2 separate regions of the Canis lupus genome follow, and region 2 is linked to region 1. A link is a contact called in public Hi-C data. All regions are on one chromosome and are shown on one strand. The core of a region is the stretch at or near the end of the contact, and the rest is flanking DNA. Distances in the headings are between cores, read along the strand shown. Region 1 has its middle 13 kb from the start of KRT42. Region 2 holds the start of KRT28 (keratin 28).

The links. Hi-C and Micro-C count contacts between places; a contact is called where the count stands out from the background.
Region 2: a Hi-C map of amygdala shows a contact between it and region 1, with 8 times the contacts expected there. The contact joins the promoter of KRT28 here to the enhancer-like site in region 1. A contact is called at or near these places in 4 of 9 Hi-C or Micro-C datasets (amygdala, blood and skin fibroblasts).

Annotation. Positions count from the first base shown.
Region 1 is chr9:21,004,738-21,007,992 of UU_Cfam_GSD_1.0, reverse strand. No RefSeq gene overlaps it. Among named protein-coding and RNA genes, the nearest start is that of KRT42, 13 kb to the left of the region's middle. Within about 2 kb of position 1,267, at least 5 of the 20 cell types and tissues checked have an H3K27ac peak or open chromatin away from gene starts, as enhancers often do.
Region 2 is chr9:21,825,043-21,828,544 of UU_Cfam_GSD_1.0, reverse strand. KRT28 (keratin 28) reads right to left here and starts at 1,634. Exons shown (of 8, transcript NM_001346072.1): 1 at 1,137-1,634; 2 at 410-492. The coding sequence starts at 1,586.

The sequences.
Region 1 (3,255 bases), core at 18-2,517:
TGCAGGGCTAAGGTGGGGGGGAGCTACTGCTGAACCTGGAAGCATTTGACAAGCAGGGGTCAAGTCACAGCAGCTTTAACCAGGCTCTGGGAAGGTGCTCCCGCTTGGGGAGGAAAAGCAGAAAGACCCCGGGGTTTCACCTGTCCCCAAATCACAGAAGCACTTGCCAAGTCCCAGGGGATCCTGATTAGGCCGCTGCTCCCAGCAGAGCTGAGTGATCCTGCCCAGTCCTCTGGCCCTGTCATCCCAGGTGGATGTTCCAAACTCCCCAGGATGGGGGCTGCGTCCTTCCCTCGGCTGGGAGATCCCCTGTGGCTGCAGCCACACTTCTTCTTCAGACAAGCAGTCCCCCGGGGCTGAGACCCTGTCTGCTTTTCATGATCTCCCCGTGTTCCCTGACCTAGACCACAAAGACCAAAGCCAGTGAAGACCAGAAAACCCGTTCTTCCCTTCCCAGCGCCACCCACACTTCCCTAGGCCCTGACCTTCCTCCACTCAGCCACCCAGCCAGCCCCCCTGCCTTGGAGTGTCCCCCCTTGGCTTCAGCCCGGGAGCCAGCCAAACTGCAGTCCTTCCCATGCCAGGACAGATGGACCCTGTCAGACCTTCCCTCCCCTGAACCCTTCCATCACCCAGCTGGCGCAGGAGGGCTTTTGTCCTCAGAACTACACTTCTCTCCTGTGCTTCAGGCCCAGTCCCAGACCCTCATCCTGCTGAGCCTAAGTTCAGGGGTTGGGGGCCATACCATCCATCAAAGGCTGCTAGAGCAACAAGCCCTGGCTGTCCTGGCCTTGGGAAGGGAAGGGGTGAGTCTCCCCAGACCCACAAGGCCCCTGCTCCCTCCCTTCCCCCTCACCCCCCCCCCCAAGCCAGGCTTCAGCCGGGTGTGTAGACCCAGGTTGGGGTGCGGTGTTGGCAGGACAAATAGTCTCTAGTGTTGGGTGTTGTGCCTTGGTTACCAAGGAGGGAAGCTGGCTCTCTGCCGTGTTTGGGCCCCAGGCTGAATGTGTGGGTGGGGAGGGAAGGCAGAGGATTTGGGGTGTGGGGCCCTCACTCTCGGCTCCCAGGGCCTGCGGGCAGGGAAGGCCCGCCAGGACTCGCAGCTCGCTGGGCAGACTCAGACTTGCTGCCGCCCTACCTTTCTGCTGGCTCTGGGACACGCCAGGCCAGGTAAAGCATGCTGGGGGTAGGGCAGGCTCCTCCCCTGCTCAGATTTGGGGCTGGGGGGAGCTGGAGCCCCAACTAGGCAGGCACTGCCATGTCCCGACCCCCAGGACAGACCAGACAACCCAGGAGAGGGTCCCAGGACCAGATTGAGTCCCTTGTACTTCAGTTTCCCCATCTGTAAAGTGTCGGGAGCTAGCCTGGGTAGTCCCAGGGGGGTTCCCCTGCTTCTACTCTCCCTGCACGAACTGAGAGATTGGGGAGTCAGGCCATGGGCTGGGGAAGCATGGCCAACTGAGAGCCCCTGGCCCTGAGGGCTCCTGCCACTTTGCAGGCCCACTGCCCAGCCCAGGGCTGGCACCCATGAGTGCCAAGAGGGGTCTGAACACAGGAACCCCAGGAACCCAGAGCCGTGGCCAGGAATAGCATTAGAGAAGAGGGGGGGGTCTCCTTTCCTGGTGGCCCTGAGGGTGGGGGCTACCTTTCTCCCTCTCCCAGCAATGGCCAAGCAACAGCCAAAAGAATCTGGGCCTGCCCCCTGGTAACTTCTCATCAGCAACTTGTCACAGCATCAGTCCCTTCCTGTGTCCCTGGCTCTGTGCTGGAAACTGGGGAGGTAAGACTGGGCCCCATCCCAGGATCAGGGACACAGCCCGTGCAGGAGGCCACAGACAGCACCAAGACCAGCCTCAATAACACAGAGCAGGGAAGCTTTCCAGTGGGGTGGAAAAGGTCAGACTTAGGGTCTGGGGGTTTTCAGGGACCAAAGAGGAAAGGGCTTGAGTGTGGGGACAGGCCATGCCATAAAAAACACAATGTGTGTGGGCATTTGGGGGTGGGGAGCCTGGAAGTTAGGCCTAGATGGACGAGGAGCTTAACTTTAAGGGCCTTGTGGCCAGGATGAGCCACTGGAAATATGGGGAGGAAAAGGACATAGTCCCAGGTGGGAGACAGCCATCTCCCCACAAGCAGACACCATCCCTCGGCCCTGACTGAGGCTCTAGACACCACCCGGAAATCCCAAGACCTAGGTCTCCGCTTTGGATAAGTACATGAGCTAAGAATGCCAATCCAATCCAGACCTGCCCTCCAAAGCCTTAAGTTGGCAAAACAAAAGAGAAAAGGGACCTGCCCATGCAAGTGATGGGCTGGGCCGCTGGGCCTGGGGAGGGGGGCGTGAGGGGACCCACAGGTCTGGGAGCTAAGGCTCGTGGGCAAGAGTGGCCTCCAGTGTGTACACAGTGAGAAGAGCTGTGCTCTCGGCAGGGAACGAGGCTCCTTCCCAAGGAGCTGCCCCAGGTTGTGCCTGCAAATGTGGGATTCCCAAACAGCCAGATCCCAGTTGTACGCAGGAAGCGGGAACTCTGGATGGGATTGGAAAGCCTCTCAATCTTTAAGATTTAGAAACTGATTCCAAAATAACACCAATGCAGGCCTAGCAGAACATAGAAGTAAGAGAGCCTCAGAACTCATGGGGGGGGGGGGCCTGAACACAACGGTCCCCTTGACAAAAGGGTAAACTGAGGTCCAGAGGGGAAATAGGCCTGTAGACTGAGTCAAGTCAGACCAGAACCTAGGCCCCTGGCTCTCCTATGCTCCCAACACCACACCACCTCCCAGGAAACCCCCAGAGCAGCAGCATGGATGGTTCCCACCCCCTCACCTGCCACCACCCTGCGGACTGGGGCACAGCCGAAGGGGTTGGGCTGCATGGCCCCTCATGGATCATCCCCCTCTCCACACCGACAGGCCTCTGCTCCCCGCACCTATGGGTTCCCAAGTCCTCTCCATACCCTCCAACCCGTCTCACCTCATGGCAGCCAGGAATTGTTCTCCCACTCTACAGGAAAGGGAAACCAAGGCCAGAAAGGCCAGGCCATTGCCCAAAGTCCTTCTGTGACAATTTCTAGAAGGTGGGGAGAGGTCTCTGTGCCTGCCTGCTTGCAGGTCCCTGTAATTCGGACAGCAGCAGGAAGAACCCAGCTTGCAAGGCAGGGAGGGCAGGGATGAGTGAGGCCGGTTCAGGGCAGCCTCAGCACAGGGCCAAGGCCAGAGAAGCCAAGCCTCAGCCTCTGTATCCCTGAGTCTGAA
Region 2 (3,502 bases), core at 385-2,884, 820 kb before region 1:
ACAGTGATAGCCTTCCTCCACTCCTTTTACCAAGTTCGATGCAAGGAAATTGGCAGTTATTTAATGATACAAATTCTGATAGCAGATCCTGATTAAATAAAAATATGCCATTTTAGAATTTTATTTTCGTTACTATTTTTCCTTGCTTGATGCATATTTACGAGCTGTGCTTGGCGCTATTCATATACAGTGGTGTTTTGTCCCAAGAATGTAATAAACATGTATAAACTGTGAGTATAGCTGATTGTAATAACATGCTTTGTGTCATAGGGTGTTGTTGTATTATAACATGCATTACTTTCCTTAATCTTTTATAGTTTATTTTACTCGGGATGAAATTGAAATTTTACTTAACATATTAAACAGACAGGAAACTTTTTCTAGAGAGTGTTTGTTTTCTATCACTTACTTTAGCCGGAAATCATCAGCAGCCAGTCTGGCATTGTCAATATGTAGAATTACATTAGCATTAGCAGTAGTGGAAGAGATAATCTAGAAGAAATCAAAAGGGAGGACACAACAAATAAGCCTGCTCTTATAATTTGTTATCTCAGGAAATAAAAAATGTGACACAATGAACTTTTGCGTAAATATCTTATTTCCTGGGGCACCTGGGTGGCTCAGTGATTGTCTGCCTTTGGCTCAGGTCATGATCCTGGGGTTCTGGGATCGAGTCCTGCATGGAGCTCCCCACAGGGGTGGGGGTGAGGGGGTGGGGGTGGGGGAAGGCTGTTTCTCCCTCTGCCTATGTCTCTGTGTGTCTCATGAATAAATACATAAAATCTTTAAAATATCTCATTTCCTCAAGTGACAACCAAAATATTTAGAATTTTAATTTCTAAAAATTACAAATGTGATTATCTCTTATCTACTCATGTAACTTTTAGAATGCAACACTTTCTTATCAATGAATATATTTCAAAACTAGTAACATTTAAGCTACTTGAAATTCATGCATCAAAGTGCTTATTTTTGACTAATAGGAAGAATTATTTATGAAAATAAATAATAAATAAATATGAATATAAATGACAGATAACAGTTATGAAGCATTTCCTGTTCATGTTCTATGTCTTTTTGCTAGGTAATTCTTAGCTTTAAATACTTTGAATATTTTCAGATTTGTGATTCCTCACCTTATTCTTAAGATCTTCAATTATTAGATGGTATCTGCTATAGTCATAATCAAGTCCACGGCAAGATCCTGGTCCATACTTATCATACCAACCCTTGATTTTCCTCTCTAGTTCAGCATTTGCCTCTTCCAGAGCTCGCACGTTATCCAGGTAGGATGCCAAGCGGTCATTAAGATTCTGCATGGTCACCTTCTCATTCCCAGACAGAAGTCCCCCTTCACTTCCAGCAAATCCAGAACAAGCAGCGCTTCCGAAGACACCACCAGCATGGTTCCCCCCAGGAATACTGCCCAGGCCCCCTCCCAAGGCACAGGAAAATCCACTTCCAGCAAAGGAGCTGCCACATGCATTGCTGCCTGCAAAGCCTGAGCCTCCACTGGATGGCCTGGCAGATCCAGTTCCAGACCATAAGCAAATATGTCTGGACCCACTAGAAAATCGGAGAGACATGACAGAAAGAGAAACGTTCACCTTGTCTGTAACAAGATAGTTGTAACTTCAAAGGTGAACAGAATATTGTGTGCTGATGGTTTCTTTGAGCTTTTATACACAATTATTGGGTGTTTCTATTTAAGTTATGCATGCCAGAAGAAAAATGGCATCATCCAGATTAGCATGAAATTATGTATAATTAGATTTTTTTTTTTGTAATCTGATGTCTAACATCCTTAGCTATTGCTTCAGGATATTTGTTATCTTAAATATAACAGGGTTCAGTCTATATTAAGTTCATTATTTTAACTTCTAATTTTGGGTGAGTAATCCTTTACTTTCATCTAGACCCTAGGAATATACCATCATTACCTGGCACCAGATATAAAGTTAAAAGTTTGATTGTGATAGGGTACCACCAACTAGCTACAGTAGGGTCTTAATTACCAGGGTGGTATATAAAGAACCATTAAGGGCACCTGGGTGGCTCAGTCGATTAAGTGTCTGCCTTCAGCTCAGGTCATGATCCCAGGGTCCTGAGATTGAGCCACCTGTCAGGCTCCCTGCTCAGTGAGGAGTCTGCTTCTCTCTCTCCCTCTGTCCCTCCCCTGTTCATGCTTTCTCCCTCTCAAATAAATAAATAAATAAATAAATAAATAAATAAATAAAATCTTAAAAAAAGAGAACCATTAATTGTAACCATAAAAAATAACCATAAATATGTAAAGAAACATATTTTATCCTGTCATAGCAAAAAATAAATGTGTCATTTAAAAAATATGATCCTGGTAACTTCTCTGGTTTTACTATGATTATAACATCTATTTATTACCTTGAACAATAATGTAGATATAAACTGATTCCTTTATTTAACATGTATGGCTACTATATCTGGTGTTCAAAGCTAAATTAAAAAATGAAGACATGATGGTAAATTACTCAGAGATGGAAAAGATATGGGTACAGTCTCTAAGAAATGTATGGTTGGAAAACAAAAAAAGAAATGTCAGGCAGAAGCTGGATCGTGTTTAGCCTTCTCTGTCAAAGAGTTTGACTGGGTATGTGTGTGGGAAGGGGAGAGGCAGTCTAGCTGAGAGGGCAGGAGAAGTGAGCAGGAATTGACCTGAGAAGCCTCCTCTTGAGGCAGTTGCCAGGAAGGTGGGGGTGAAGCAGGTGAAGAGGACAGGAAAAGGAGGGATAGGAGGGATTTGGTTGGGCTTGACTGGTTCTATGGTTCTAGATTCTGTGGTGAAGACAGGCATAAAACTGTTTTGCCTCGAGGACAGTCAGGGTGTCTCCTGGAACTGTGCTGGTACAAGCAGTCTGAAGCCTGGTCAGCTAGCACTGTGGCTGTCATCGGCATGGCCTTTAAATGCACTTTCTGGGCAAAATTGTAGGATTTTTTAAAGCAGCAGAAGGTCTTAGACATTATCTAATTTAGCCCCTTTGTCGGATGGGGCAAGCTGAGAGCTGTAAATGTTAAACGATTTGTTCAGAGTCACCAGGAACATGCCAGAGGAAGATTTGGCATATGTTCTAGATAGCACTGAGAGTCTGGCATCATGAGTCTATTTTAAGATACAAATAATTTCTCTAAATGATTTACGCCCATACAAATACCTATTTTATATAATTCCCTCAATAGTCTTAACATGTTATATTAAATTGTGAAATTATTCTCTTAAGTTGCTGAATTATTGAAATTGAAATATTAAAAAATTAGGATATTAAAACGAAGAATTATAAATCTCTTCAGTGTCTGATTATTAGCTGTAAATAATAGTTAAACAAATTTTTGGTGTAATGTGTATGCATCCTTCAGAGTAAAAAAAATTTCCAAAGAACATTTTGTGACACGAAAGGGAAAGAAGCTTTTTTTTTTTTTTTTAAAGCTTAAGTTGAAATAACTTGCTTCCCTCATTAGCATCACCCCT